Linked DNA regions of Mus musculus: regions 1, 2, 4 and 5 are each linked to region 3. The links are chromatin contacts, called in public HiChIP or PLAC-seq maps. All regions are on one chromosome and are shown on one strand. Each heading gives the region's core, a stretch centred on a gene start, on an enhancer-like site or on the middle of the called end of the contact. The rest is flanking DNA. Distances are from core to core; before and after follow the strand shown.

Region 1 (2,700 bases), core at 178-2,677, 400 kb after region 3:
TCTGTCTGTTTGTATGTGCGTGCGCATGTGTGTGTGTGCACATGAGAACAACTGAGTGTGCTCTGGCTCACATGTGACAGTCAAAAGAGCAACTCTGTCTAGAGTTGGGATGGAACTCAGGATCTCAGGCCCTCACACACAAAAGCACCTTATCTATTAAGCTATCTGAACCAAGAATGTAGAACACTGAAAAGAATATTATATTTAAAGGCATTCTATAGGGAAAGGGCAAATTATATAGAACATGATTTTGTTTATAGTCTTGGCCTTATAATGTTTAATCAAAAGAATCCAAAACCTAATAGTTTATGAGCTCATTATTTAAGGAAAGTCATCAGTGTCCCATTTCCTCTTACATTTGTTCATGATGGGTGTCACCTGGGGATCAGAGGACAGCTTTGGGGAGTCAATCCCTTCTACCAGGTGGACCCTGGAGAGCTAACTCAGCCGGTCAGCCCTAGGGGCAAGCACCTTTACCTACTGAGCCATCTAGCTACCACAAAATATTCACTTTTAAAACACTAAAACTTATTTAAAATTAGCAAGAATAATAGGGAAATTGTTTACAGTGTTCTTCTTTTGTTTCTGATTGCTGCTGCTGATCCTATACAGTTAGAAAGCAGGGACAAGATCGTGATTTACCTCATGTCTATGGGGAAGGGAAACAGCGCCATTGTGACTCCTACAAATAGATCTGCATTCCTAGAAGAGCTTGAAGGCTTGAGCCCCACAGCACTGGTGTTTCTGAAAACATTTTATCAGCACTCAGGCAATATCATAGCTTAAGCATGCCATGTTAATGCAAATAGGCTCTTAGAATTGTTTTATCTCTCATTCCAGATAGGAAGACCCATGCCTCCTCCAGTAACAAGCTCTCGTGCTGGTTAAAAGAAGCAAGAGCAGGTCTTGCAGCTCTTGCTGCAGTGTAGCCTTCACTGATGTCCAGTCACATAGTACTCTGTGATCCTTGTTTACTCTCTGTATCCCTTCATCAAGTAGTGACCTCCTTTCAGGAGAGTTTATACTTTGTATACGTCTATACTTTTTATATACTTTCTATAGTCTAGTAGACAGATATGAGTCCAGGATTTCAGAACAATGCTTAAAATGGCTACTGCCCAGAGATGGTTACTCATATTGTAATGGTTAATCTTGACTGTCAGCCACATATTTCTGAGCCAGATTCTCTTTGTGATTTTCAGTCACTATGACCTATAGCAGCAGATGAGTACCAGAGTGTACATGAAAATCCAGCTGTGTTTAATTAAGCTAAATATTTACACAAAAGAAGAAAAACTCTCTTCAAATTTTTTTCTAAATTATAGTTTTCAAACAATCCCTTTTGTTAATATGTAATGGGTCTATTATTCTTATTTTCACTGTTCCTTTTTTTGGTGGGTGAGAACTGCTGGGGCTTGAATCCAGGGGCTGGCAGAGACTGACCACATCCTGTACCACAGAGCTGCATCACTAGCCTCTCTTCTTACTTTTCAGAGTATTAAGTGGTTTTCATGTTTTCTTTAATTTCTAATGTGGTTATTGATAACTGTAATCCATAAGCAAAACCATTTGAGATTCATTCTTTTTAAGATAATAAAGAGGTACTGATATTTAAAAGGTTATGGAGCAGGGCGGGCGTGGTGGCGCACGCCTTTAATCCCAGCACTTGGGAGGCAGAGGCAGGCGGATTTCTGAGTTCGAGGCCAGCCTGGTCTACAGAGTGAGTTCCAGGACAGCCAGGGCTACACAGAGAAACCCTGTCTCGAAAAACCAAAAAACAACAACAACAAAACAAAGGTTATGAGCAGTGTTTTAAAGGAGCTTATTTTAGTGTGTGCGCATGTGGAGACCAGAGGACAACTTGCACTCAAGTTGTCATGTTGTGTCAGGTAAGCACTTCCTACTACGTCATCTCCTTGGGCTCGGTTCCGGTTTAAACTCAGATTCCAACCCATTGTGAGTTTCCTCACATCAAATTAGGACAGTCTTGGAGTCTGCTATCAGAGGAATTAACAAACTTGAACAGAGATGAAGTCCATGGGCATTTAGTGTATGGGCTGTGTTCATTTCTGTTCCAGACAAAAATTAAGAGATGTTTCCTTAAAGCTAGTAAAAAAATAAATAAATAAACCCAAAGTTTAACGCGATTTGCTGTAAAGTCAGGCATCTTAGGAACTTGTGTAGTTGTATTCCCAGGACTCTGTAAAATGACTTTTTCAGATTAAGTGAAGATGAGTTCTTGCTGCATCTGACAATTCTGGGTATAAAGGATGACTGGTTTTTATTAACTAAATGCTTACACATTTTGTGAATCTATGTGGATCAAATGTGCTTAGTTTGGTACCCTGATTTCTTTAAGCTAAGTGGTCTGTGTTGTTAAAAACAAATAAATAAAAACCTGAAAATTGTGCTGTTCCCACTAGAGTAACAAAAGCTGTTTGGCTTTGTCTCCTTGAGCTGCTCGTAGATGCTTGATTCAGAACTCGAGCTCCCCATGCCAAGACTGCTGCTTTTGTTTGTGTGTTTCTTCAGAAGGCCTAGTTGGCACCTGAGCATTTACTGCATACTAGAATGCTCTGTAGCTCTAATCATCGCTTATGGGAATTTTGTTTTCTCAAACTCCCAATTTTAAGTTCTCTTATCTAATTGGAATATGATTTTAATAGGGAAAGCTTTTTAAGATTTAAGGTAAGTTTTTAT
Region 2 (2,727 bases), core at 174-2,673, 310 kb after region 3:
TGGATGACCTACTTTACTGCCTGTCCCTGGCTGTGTTCATCCCATGATGCCTTAACCTTAACCTTGTATGTCTCCATGAGCAGACTGCATTAAGGAAAGCTTGCTTTTGACACATAAGAATCATTTAGCCCTAATTGGACTTCTCTACTCCTCATATATACAAGGCACAGGGGAAATCATATTGTGGAAGAGCCAGAGATTGGGGAGGGCTGCTGCAAACTTGTGTCTTCTGGGCACATCAGGAAGCCTCAATCACGATCCTCACCTGCTGGGGTGGTCTGCAGAAGACCTGCACATGATCAAGCCTGTCAATACTCCAGCATGGCGTGTGGGGATGGGTTGGGGCATGGCTTATAAGGTTCCACTCCCAGCAGCGTTGCTCTCTCAGGAGTCAATGTCTTTGTGTATAAGATGAAAGCACTGAATCTGACATTTCTTTATTAATGGAGGTACAGCATATGGGGCAGTATGCCTCACTGGAAAGCTGAACTGAGAGTAAAGAGGAAATCTACCCCGCCCTTATCCCCACTCCCTAAACTCCTTTTCGAGGTCAGTACATCACCAAGGAGAAGATCAAAGAGAAACTTCTGGAGCCTAACTGTGGCAATGACAGCTGCTAGTAGCTTAGAGAAAGATGGTCCTGGGATTCAACCCAAGGCACTTGCAGGCCTTGGAGATGCCTGCTCAGCAGTGAAGTTTGCTCGTGTAGGTGCCAGCTAAGCTCTCTATAGTCAGAGAAACTCTTCAGTGATAAAAATCACTCATCCTCTCATTTTATCCAGCATTGCTGGAGACCCGTTAGGCTTACCCAGTAGGTTTGCTCAGTGACGAATTTAACTTGATACTTTGTGGAATACCTACCACTAGCTCCCAGGCTCCTGGGCTATCTTGCCCCACCAGCCTTGCAGCCACTAAAAGACTCTCCCAACCCTTCTTCTGCCGTAAAAGCTGAAGGTGAATGCAAATAATAGTAGCCATGTCTCAGAAAAGCCGCTTCTAAGACAGACATAGTGACTGCCTTCAGGACTTTGGTCTTGAGTGGAAAACAAGGCAGAAGGAAACAGAATCCTCCCATTCTAGAATTCTCACAAAGCTCTGCAAATGAGCCATTCTCAGAAGGTTCCAGAACTGCCTATCCACATGTTCTGTGAGGGAAACAGTCCAACCTCTGCCCTTCCTTTATGGCGGTTAAATTGACAAATCCACAGATGTCACTGGGCAGTACAGAAAGGGGTGGGAAGAGAAAGGGATTGAGTTGTCTTTCATGATAACCACGAATTTTTGTGGTTGTCTCTGGCTCTCATCAAAACAAGTTGTTTACACCGATTAATGCTGAATCCGAGAAAGGCTCCATCTACCTCTGGGTTCTGAGACCCGGGTGTGGTCTGCTTGAATTACGTTGGCTCCATGGGGCAGTTCAGTGTGCCATTGTGAGCAGCCTTCTGTTGATTTCAAGTAAAATGACATGAAAACAGATTAGTGAAAACCACAGACATTATAAGTTGCCATTCAGTTTCCGGAGATGAATGAAGAATGGCTTTGATCTGTGATTCAGAGCCAAGCTGAGGTATTTACAGAGAAACATGTCTGCAGGGAGAAGAGAGGAGAGAGGAGAACCTTTGGGGATCTGGAGGAATATTTTCTAGTTACAGTGATCTAAATGGTATGCATGGTTGGGCAGAGCACACCAGGGCTTTCTGGCAACTTTACCACGGCTGCAAAGGTTGGGGGCGGGAAAGTGTTTACACAAGACATCTGGTCTGATGAAATCATCTAGCACCTAACTTCCTTCATACTTGACCATCCTGTAATGCAGGCTGTGGAGAGGTAATGACTCCACGTTCATGGCTCCCCACAAGGCTGCTTTGTCCTTCCTTTGTCCCTCAGGAGACATTTCACCACCTCTAATAACCATCCCCAAGGACAGCTGTCCCTCAGTGTTCTTCCTACTGTAGGGAACTCAGGATGAGTGCTCCCCAGCTGAGAACAGCTATCCTGGCAGCACCAGGGTGTGCCCTGTGTGTTAAAGTCGGCTCCTCCAACTTACCTTCCACCAGTACCACCTTAGCCCGGGGCTGACTTAGACCAGCAGTGGAGTGAGCTATTAAAATAGAAAAAAAAATCATTTTCAGATGAGAGACTGGGCTCTCTAAACACATGCGTGTGTAAACTGAGGCTTGGTGTGCCATTTTTCCTAGGGGCACTGTTGTGTTCTCACTTGAGAAAAAATAGCATGCCGTGACAGAGTGAACACGCCAAAGGCTTGTCTAAGAGGATATGGAACTTCCTCCCCAACACACTCTAGTACCTGCTACTCAAAGGAAGAAAGGATGCTCAGGCCCCTTCGGCATCCCCCTCCCTGGGGAGGGAACAAAAAGACACAGGATCAACATATAAGGTACCAGATCAGGTGAGGCACAAAGTGGGTATAGCTGGTGTTTAAGCAGTTGCTGTGAGCCAAGCACTGAACTATAAGCTTTAATTCAGTTCACTAAGAGACAGTGAGTGCAGTGTTCCCATTAACACTGATAACACCACTTCCCCCGAAGCCACACACAAACACACGCACACACACACTCAAGCACACACATGCACAGTTCGGGGCCTTTATCTCAGACAGCCCTTCCAGAGCCCAGACCTTTAACCATCCCCAGCACATCTCAGACCTTCATGTGTCTCCAAGTCTTCCCTGTTGCTGGGTGTTTCTAAGGCAGGCACACAGCTGTC
Region 3 (2,700 bases), core at 117-2,616:
TTTCAAGATGTGATAGACTAGAAAGTTTAGCCTCTAAGTTTTCATCTGCCTAATGTTCTTATTGACAGCTAAAAAAAATCTCAAAAACTGTGAGGGATTGAGCTTCCCCCCCCCCCCACATATAAGTGAATATATTAGCTGGGTAGTTTCTTAGATGCTTTTCACAGAACATACAAAACTCTTTGGGGTAAAACAAAGGATGTTATTACTCAGAGTACTCGAAATAGGTGGAATATCAGAATAATAATATGAGGAAAGAGAGAGGGGGAGAGAGAGGGAGGGAGGGGAGGAGAAGAAGGAGAGAGAGGGGGAGGGAGGGAGGGAGGGAGGGAGAGAGAGAGAGGAGGGAGAGGGAGGGGGAGGGGGAGAGGGAGAGAGGGAGAGGGAGAGGAAAGGGGGAAGAGTGGGGAGAGGGAGGAGAGGATGGAGAGGGGAGAGAGAGAGAGAGAGGAGAGAGAGAGAGAAAGAGAGAGAGAGAGTTTACTAAGCTGGAATAGCAGCAGTGTAGACTGTGAAGAGGTATGGGCAACATCTGCACGTGGAGTAGATTATTTAACAGGAGGGGGTCTTGAGCATTATGAACCTTAACCCATTGTGATGGGTAGTGAGCACTTCTTTCCTTTACAGGTTCAGGGTACCCTTTCTTTGGAAAGACAGCTCAACAAAGGTCAGTGTTTGTACTAACAAGGGTTAGGGTTAGGATTGAGGTTAGGGTTAGGATTAGTGCATCTTTTGGAAAACTGTCCTCAACAGAGAGCTCATAGATGTCTGTGGTATCTATGCCTATTGAGGCTCCTCCATCTGAACTGCCACATACTATATCTCACCACCTCCCATTTCTGCTTTCACCCCAGGCTTGGAATTAGGCATGGCATCTTTATTTTCATGCAGTAGGACCCTTGAGGAACGAATGCCATGCTCTTTGCAATTGTGAAGTTAACAGAGTAATCCGGGAAAGGGAAATAACTGGCCTGAGAGCGAGGGAAGGCAGTGAGCCTGGCTGCCCCAGCTATGGGAAGGAGAAAATCACTAGGTGCAGGGAGAGGCAGCATGTGGGGTGCAACAGGCAAATCAATGAGGGACCACAGGCTTGCTCTGCAACTCCTCTAATAAAGGTGATGTATTGTGATAGACAGTTAACTGACAGGTTGACACCCACTGTTGGTGACAAGCAGGTTGACAGTAGAAAGCCAACGAGAAAGAAACGAAAGGGGGAGAGATAGGAGGCATCCCACATGGTTTAAGTGTAACTGCGTTTGTTATTTTTTCTCTTGAATATTTTTAATCCATCACTCCAAGCGCGTCAGGGACAGCTCTCTGTGTCGACTTACAAGAAATGAAAGTGTGAGTCACAGGATGCTGGTAAGGCTAAGGCTCTGGAGGAAGCTGCCAGAGAGAAAAGAAACCAAGCTTGCACACACAGAGGTAGCTGCAAAGATAAAGATCCTTGCTTTAGGAAAGTCCCTCGAATGTAGTGAAACAAAACATGTTATGTAAAGGTTGAATGTGAAGATTCTGTCTACATTTTACAGAGAAACTTAATCCCGCTTGTTCTTAGGTGAGGTTGGAAACTCTACGGGCACCAGCACAGGAGAAGGGGACCCTCACTCATCCCGGTAGACACAGGAGGTAGTGTCTTCGAGCCTATTCTTCATGGAGCTTTTTAATTTCCTCAGCATCCACACAGGGCTTGACCAACTCTTGCTAACAGCACAGTAGACAGAAGGATGAAAGTGAATGATATGCCCTGAACTTGATCAGTCTGTCCCGATGTACAGTGACGTTCCATTCAGTTGACAGAGCTGAACGAGTCCTTCATGAAACCCAGGAACCCAGCGACTGGGGAAAATAAAAGTATTTGTGTTTAGGCATGTACTGCTCACACAGGGATGGTGGGGACACCTGCTTTGAATCTTTCATGCGGTAGGACTTTGTCCTACATGGGAAAGGAAGTTTGCTGAAGACACTGCCCCACAAGTCCTTTTATGGGGGGTTTGTACTCTGCTATGTTTAATTAGCAGCTAAATTTCATTATAGAACACTGTGGACTTTTCTCAGGGATTTAGATGTGAGATCCAGCATTCCTGAAGGTCAGCCGCATGATCCTGTGGATGTTCCAGAATCTGTGAATATGATAAGGTTGGATCACAGATTAATTAATAACTGTAGATTGTAAGTCACATCCCAGTCTACTCTTCTTTCCCAAGGAAAGGATGACTCAAGTTAGCACTAATCAAAAAAAAAAAAAAAAAAAAAAAAAGAATTCTAGGTAATTTTCTTTTTATCTCAAACTCCCAGTATCCTCTGGTCCCCGCTGCTCTGATTTGGACAGCATCCTTCCCTCTTCGTGGTTTCTCCGTATGGCGTATGAACATGACCATTAACCTCACACAGATATGGTTCAGTAACTACTGCCCTACTGTCTTCTCTGAGGACTGGCCTTGTAAATGTCAGCTGTCTCAGCCTGGAGCCCTCTCAGGTTCAGGATCTGTTACTGTGAATTGTGCCTGTTCAGCTGGCAAGCATAAACAGATGCTGAATAGTCCTTTGCGTTTGCTTGAAGACAAAGCCAATGATGACAGTGAAGGCCTTCTGCAACAGCTTATTACAAGTAAGAGAAGCAGGAAATTTATTCTGCAGGTCCCCTCCTTCCAAAAGGGCTTCTCTTATGCATTTAACGCCAGAGAAGCAGAGGAGGGA
Region 4 (2,793 bases), core at 259-2,758, 350 kb after region 3:
TTGGATTTACTTAAATGAGAGAGGCACAGAAGAAGAGAGAGATTTGATGCATACCAAGTACCCAATACATGATGTTCTCAGGATAATTCAGCAAATAATTCTCCTGCCCAGAGTGTGACACTGAGGCCACCAGCTGATGCTCTGCCCTGGGGAAGAAGGCCTGTCAGTCAAGGGCCACAGGCACCACAACCTTTCCACCTAGCCCAAGCCTTGTTCAGCAAACTGAGTCACGAAGAAGCAAAAAGGACTCGCAGAAGATAGTCACCCAATCCAGAGACAGCCAGGGTCTGCACACATCCAATCCAGAGATAGCAAAAAATGGCTCACAGAAGATAGCCACCCAATTCAGAGACAGCCAGGCTCTGCGCACTGAATAAGGCTGAGCCACACAACAGTAAGGTGGCTCTGTGCCCACCCCTCTTCTCTCTTTTACTCTGTCTCTTCAGAAACTCTAGAGTGATGTCAGAGGAAGAAAACCCACAGAATACTGGGGAGCAACTCAATATCCCACTGCTCCTTTTGACCTATGTATTCTACCCCTACAACACCACTAAGAAAACTTTCTTCCAGAAAGGTAAAGTGTCTGACCCATCTCCATACAGTGGGCAGCTTCCTCTGCTGCCCTGGTGGCATCAGTCATTTTTCTTGTCACCATGTGTTAATTTGCTAAGGCTGTTTAAAAAGAACCATTAGCTATGCAACTTAAAGCAGCCTAGTGCATTGTCTCATCATACTTTTGGAGACTAGACACCCAAAATTAAGGTCTAGGCCCCACCAGCTCGCACTAAAACCTCCAGGGGAATTCTGATTCTTCTGTGCCTAGTTAGCCAGCAGGTTTTGGAGTCCCTGGCTTAGTGGCTAGGCTGGAGCAATCTCTCTGCAGTATTCCTCGGTAGCACTGGAGAAGAAATCTGCCTAACTCCAATTTCACTCCCAGATGCAACATAGCAAATAAAGAGCTGACCTTACTCATGCCACTGTAACCCACGACATCACATCCATATGTTCCCATACAAAATGACACCCTCTTGGAATAAACTGGCTTCCCCTTGCTCAAGTACAGGCTAAGATCTGATCGGGCCCATAAGGGAATGAATGGCTCCTTGATTCAAAATCAAAATCAGGTCAATCTCTACTTCCAGGCAAGGCTCTAGCTGCAGTCTTTATTAATGCCATCTCTATGTAAACTTCAATGGTGCATGGCAGGACAACAGGAGAATCTCAGCTTTCTCGTTTCTCTATTCTGCTGCCCTTGTCCTGAAATCTCTGAGCATGCCCAGTCTGTTTGTGACTAATGGGAAGAAGGCACTGTGGTAAGCTGAACCCTAGGCCCAGTGCATTACTTTGTCAGCAAGTGCACGGTCTCTAAGAAAAAGGCTGGACGAAAATAGTCAGATGTTGCCATTTCCCGTTGTCTCCTTGACTACCGACTAATAAGGAACCAGAGGTCAAAACAGCTGGTGAGCTTACCCAGGAAGTGTACCTGCACCCCACTTCCTCCGACTTCTGCACTGCAGTGGTTGTGGCCTATAACCTGCCTCTGGGGTTTTCACCCCGACACAGGCTCCTGCTTCACCCCAGTAACCGCTTTTCTAAACCTCTCTGTATACAAGGAGCACGAAGAGACAGGGAATGCTGTTGTTGCTTCAGGGGTTTCACCTGCTCTATCGCCCTTGAACACACAAAGGGTGCTATAGAATCTTTAGGAGTTCCCTTGCATTACTCTCAAGACTTCCAGAACAGTGAAACTTAGATCACACCTTCATTTGCTATCTGAGGTCAATCAAACAGGAAAAACCCCTGAAATTTAATGTTGCCTTTAAAGTGAGGATTTGCTAAGCAAATGAATGCCGGAGTGTAAACAAGGCCTTCCCAGTGTTCCCAGGAACCCGTGGGGCACAACAAGCTTACAGCTTTGGAAGCGATCCTTTTACATGCTAATTACAAATCCCACAGTATTTGTGGGTCTCTCTGGGATGTCTATTTGCCAACAAGTTGTTTATTTCCAGTTTAACGGGGAGAGAGGGCCATGAATTATTGAGTAGCCATCTACTCAACTACTCTGTTTTCAGCCAGTGAACCTCTGTGTGAAAGGTTGTTTATCTTTATAGTCATCCTTGGATCTGAGCATTGCCCTGGTCTGCACCTGCGGGCTAGAGCGTGCTGCTAAGTGGGGAGCCAGTCCATGAGCACAGGCAGGCACCTGCATCCAAAAGTAAGGCTCTCTTGGCAACATGCTCTGCTTTTCTCTAGCTTCTCAAAGTCAGTCCTTTGAGTACGTTCAGAATGGTATGTCCCTAATTAGCTCAAATTAACTCATTTTTATGAAACTTGTTTTCATTTCACTAATGAAAAAAAGGAGACTGTCAGCCAAGACACAAATTATCAAAAGAGAAAGGTTGTATCAGATGAAGACTAATAACTCCATCTATGATGCTTCCTGAAGTCTACCAGCGACTCTGAAAGAAGAGAGATGGAAAATCACTATCTCCTTGTCAGATACTTGTTTCCTTTGGAAAGAAGAGCTTTCACCCCTCACAGGAGAGAATGCTTTCTGGCTCAAGCGGACAAGGTTTGTGCCTGGGAGGTATGGCAGGAAGTGAGGCTGGGTAGGCAGGTTTAACCCTTCAGAAAGGTGTACACCTTTCTGGTACTGCTGCCACTGTCTACCAAGACCTTGAAGACTGACAAGATGTTTGGAGACAAACTTCATGTTTTCAGAAATCCTGCACCCCTTCCTCACCCGGGAGGCAGTCTGCAAGCCACATCAGAACTTCCCATTGAAACATCTGT
Region 5 (2,700 bases), core at 93-2,592, 280 kb after region 3:
TGATCGCTTCTTTCCCTCGAGTCTCCAAAGCAGGAGGCAGCATGCCTTTGGCACTGTCGTCTTTCTTGGGTTCTCCACTACGACTGAAACTGTTGTAGAACCTGCTTTCCAATTTGTCTTTGTACCCATTTGACACATACTCTGTGTGCCCCATGTGTACTAAGCTACCCTCACGGAACAAGAGACAGTATAGAAACTGGGACCTGACCATGGCCACGTGGGCCACACAATGAATTCAAGTTCTGCACCAAGAGCAGGTTGCATATTTAACTCTGATTGCATTTGGATTAAATGTAAACTCTGGATTATTTATAATGGCCAATATAGAGAAACAACCCAAATACTCGTTAAAAAACAGGTGAAGAGGGAAAATATGGGGGAAATGTATATCTGTGGTAACAAGGTATCAAACCTTCTTAAGGCACAGAAGAGAAACTGTGATCTCAAGAGCTGGTGGGCAACAGCTGGTCCAGCCAGGCAGACACAGGACGAGCAGCAGCCTACAGGTGTAAGGAGACGGGCGTGGCTATAGCAACTGCCTGGCGAACAGATTAAATCTGGTTATTAGAATATCCTTGCCACTTTATGCTTACTGCTCCCAAGGCTCGGGAGGAAGGTAAGGAGCTCACAGGAATGGGAATAAAAGCAGCTTTCTTCCAAAGCTTCAAATGCACCTATGATCTTTCCTAACAAACTTTTTTTTTTTTTTTCATTTTGTGCAGCAAAGCAAGTCATGTCCATGGAAGCATGAAAATCTGTGTTTCGGCGCGCGCAGCCAGGCTCTCCGCGCCGCAGGCGTGATGGTTCTTTGTTTTAAGAAAACATCTGTATTTTAGCTGGGTAGCAGGTTTTGAGCGGAGGTCTAAAAGAGCCATCTTCGAGGATGATCCAGTCCAGACCGGAATCAAAGAGGGAGCTGGGTGAAACGAAAGCGCTGGCAGGCCTCTAGCCAGCACTCTCTGCTCCACTCTCTGCTCCTGTGCAGGACTTTGGTCACTGGTCCTCTGGCATCTCTTGCTCCTCCTCTCCCCAGCAAGGGTGCCAATGCCTAGAAGTGCTGCAGCGTGCCGGGACTCTAACTTGCTGGAGTTACAGTGAACCAGCAAGGGCACCTGGCCCTCTCTGGCCCAGGATTCTCCCCTTGCAAATCTCTAAGCTCAAGCCAGGAAAGAACACCACCACGTTTTTCTTGGCTTTTTATGGGGTGTTGATCCAAGGATCTGTTTTTACATTTGAATGTGGCAGTTAACTGTAGCATAATAGATTGCAGACCTTAGAGAAAAGATTGCCTGGAGGCTGCTGCAGAGAAGAGAGGGCTGGCTGTACAGAACTGCACTGTCAGCTGGTTCTAGCTGGGCACTCAGCCACCACGCCTTTATTTTTAAAGGAGTCATTGACCTTCCACAGGCCTGTATTAAAGTGGGGTGCGGGGAGGATGCTGCCAGGCACGGTGGGATTGGAAGAGACCTCTCAGAGTCTGGGAAGCTTTGGGGTTTTTTTAGTCTGTTTACTGTCATGGAAATTCTGAGTGTGACTTAGAGGCCTCTCTGGCTTCGAGCCAGGTGGAAAGGTTTCACAGGGTGGGGTGGGGGTGGGTGGATAAAAGCAGGGATTCAACTGGGAAAAGACCAGAGTGGAAAAGCAGCTGTCTTGGCTCAGCCCCTAGAAGGATGCAAAGGACCAGTACCCAGTGTGAAGACAGGAGATGAATGAGACCCTGCAAGGTGAAGGACCCTGTACCACTGTCAGAGGGCACCAGGCTTGGTCAACTGCTGAGAACCTGTTAGAAACTGATTGCGGTGTGGGTGGGCTTGATAAACACACCTCTGTTCATTCATTCATTCATTCATTCATTCATTCATCCATTCATTCATCCATTCTGCAAACAGTCTCTAGAACCTACTGTGTTTGAGACACACTGTGTTCACAGAGGTGACAAACACTTTCTAGGCCTCCCACTCCATGGGACAGTTCAGCAAACACAGCTGCTCTGAATGATGTAGGTGGAAAGGGACCAGAGCTACTCTGGGAAGGGAAAAGAGACAAGTCTCAGATCCTCAGTGCGCATGCCCTCTTCAGAGCACCCAGGTTCATTACCTCAACCAGGAGTGGGATTGCTACTAATCTTGTGCTGAGGAGTCAAGTGAGTTAGTGTCTTCCCTGAAATTGCTGTCAACTGCAAAAGACACATAGGCTGTGAGTGTCCCTTCACTTGTGAGTATTGCTTTTTAAGGAGCTTCCATTGAGACCTCTGACAAAGGCAGTGGTGCCCTGCCAGAGGAAGCAGGCTGGGAAGGGACTTGCAGAAGACTGGCTTCCTAGAAACACAGATGTCACTAAGGTAGGCAGGCTGCTAGCCCTGAGCTTTAAGGCATTCTGGAACTGAAATGGAGGTGGAAACCATCTGGCAGGATAGGAAACTGAAAGTTCACGGCTCAGCCACCACAGCCTTGCTTCCCTGGCCTGTCTAGGCTCCCCACAAGCATGGACTTGTTTTCTGTTAAGATCTCTGGAGTGTGTGTGTGTGTGTGTGTGTGTGTGTGTGTGTATTTGTGTGTGTGCATGTGCATGCTCGTGCACGCTCATGCACCTATTTTATTAACAGCCTGAAGAGAAATAGCACGTGGCAGCTTGGTGAGCTAAAGAGGTCAGAGAACAGATGCAAAGTGAAGGGGCAGCTATGGAGCTGCTCCTGGCTGG

What was found. HiChIP or PLAC-seq counts read pairs in DNA pulled down with a chosen protein or histone mark.
Region 1: an H3K27ac HiChIP or PLAC-seq map of regulatory T cells shows a contact between it and region 3, with 7 times the contacts expected there. The contact joins two enhancer-like sites. A contact is called at or near these places in 3 of 15 datasets of contacts at CTCF or cohesin (CD8 T cells, the NIH/3T3 cell line and large pre-B cells), 18 of 484 Hi-C or Micro-C datasets (CD4 T cells, CD8 T cells, Th1 cells and 10 more) and 5 of 115 datasets of contacts at active chromatin or transcription factors (CD8 T cells, embryonic basal ganglia, regulatory T cells and 1 more).
Region 2: a contact with region 3 is called in an H3K27ac HiChIP or PLAC-seq map of thymic regulatory T cells, with 5 times the contacts expected there. The contact joins two enhancer-like sites. A contact is called at or near these places in 3 of 15 datasets of contacts at CTCF or cohesin (CD8 T cells, large pre-B cells and pro-B cells), 23 of 484 Hi-C or Micro-C datasets (the C10 cell line, CD4 T cells, the N1E-115 cell line and 13 more) and 10 of 115 datasets of contacts at active chromatin or transcription factors (CD8 T cells, SST interneurons, Th17 cells and 7 more).
Region 4: a contact with region 3 is called in an H3K27ac HiChIP or PLAC-seq map of T-cell acute lymphoblastic leukemia, with 5 times the contacts expected there. The contact joins two enhancer-like sites. A contact is called at or near these places in 3 of 15 datasets of contacts at CTCF or cohesin (the NIH/3T3 cell line, large pre-B cells and pro-B cells), 3 of 484 Hi-C or Micro-C datasets (bone marrow-derived macrophages, embryonic fibroblasts and regulatory T cells), 9 of 115 datasets of contacts at active chromatin or transcription factors (CD8 T cells, T-cell acute lymphoblastic leukemia, Th17 cells and 6 more) and 1 of 9 other capture datasets (liver).
Region 5: a contact with region 3 is called in a BATF HiChIP or PLAC-seq map of CD8 T cells, with 10 read pairs. The contact joins two enhancer-like sites. A contact is called at or near these places in 1 of 39 promoter capture datasets (the 3T3-L1 cell line), 4 of 15 datasets of contacts at CTCF or cohesin (CD8 T cells, the NIH/3T3 cell line, large pre-B cells and 1 more), 21 of 484 Hi-C or Micro-C datasets (the 3T3-L1 cell line, the C2C12 cell line, CD8 T cells and 12 more), 19 of 115 datasets of contacts at active chromatin or transcription factors (CD8 T cells, SST interneurons, Th17 cells and 13 more) and 2 of 9 other capture datasets (adipose tissue and embryonic stem cells).

Annotation. Positions count from the first base shown.
Region 1 is chr9:14,292,629-14,295,328 of GRCm38.p6, forward strand. All of the region lies in intron 1 of Sesn3 (sestrin 3), which reads left to right. Among named protein-coding and RNA genes, the nearest start is that of Sesn3, 18 kb to the left of the region's middle. Within about 2 kb of position 1,428, at least 38 of the 459 cell types and tissues checked have an H3K27ac peak or open chromatin away from gene starts, as enhancers often do. A contact at or near this core is called in CD8 T cells and regulatory T cells, where this site is marked.
Region 2 is chr9:14,198,733-14,201,459 of GRCm38.p6, forward strand. No RefSeq gene overlaps it. Among named protein-coding and RNA genes, the nearest start is that of Gm51286, 20 kb to the left of the region's middle. Within about 2 kb of position 1,424, at least 87 of the 459 cell types and tissues checked have an H3K27ac peak or open chromatin away from gene starts, as enhancers often do. A contact at or near this core is called in CD8 T cells, Th17 cells, regulatory T cell precursor and 2 more, where this site is marked.
Region 3 is chr9:13,893,330-13,896,029 of GRCm38.p6, forward strand. No RefSeq gene overlaps it. Among named protein-coding and RNA genes, the nearest start is that of Fam76b, 67 kb to the left of the region's middle. Within about 2 kb of position 1,367, at least 90 of the 459 cell types and tissues checked have an H3K27ac peak or open chromatin away from gene starts, as enhancers often do. A contact at or near this core is called in CD8 T cells, SST interneurons, T-cell acute lymphoblastic leukemia and 12 more, where this site is marked.
Region 4 is chr9:14,243,258-14,246,050 of GRCm38.p6, forward strand. No RefSeq gene overlaps it. Among named protein-coding and RNA genes, the nearest start is that of Gm34069, 20 kb to the right of the region's middle. Within about 2 kb of position 1,509, at least 101 of the 459 cell types and tissues checked have an H3K27ac peak or open chromatin away from gene starts, as enhancers often do. A contact at or near this core is called in CD8 T cells, T-cell acute lymphoblastic leukemia, bone marrow-derived macrophages and 4 more, where this site is marked.
Region 5 is chr9:14,172,814-14,175,513 of GRCm38.p6, forward strand. No RefSeq gene overlaps it. Among named protein-coding and RNA genes, the nearest start is that of Gm51286, 5.9 kb to the right of the region's middle. Within about 2 kb of position 1,343, at least 185 of the 459 cell types and tissues checked have an H3K27ac peak or open chromatin away from gene starts, as enhancers often do. A contact at or near this core is called in CD8 T cells, SST interneurons, Th1 cells and 6 more, where this site is marked.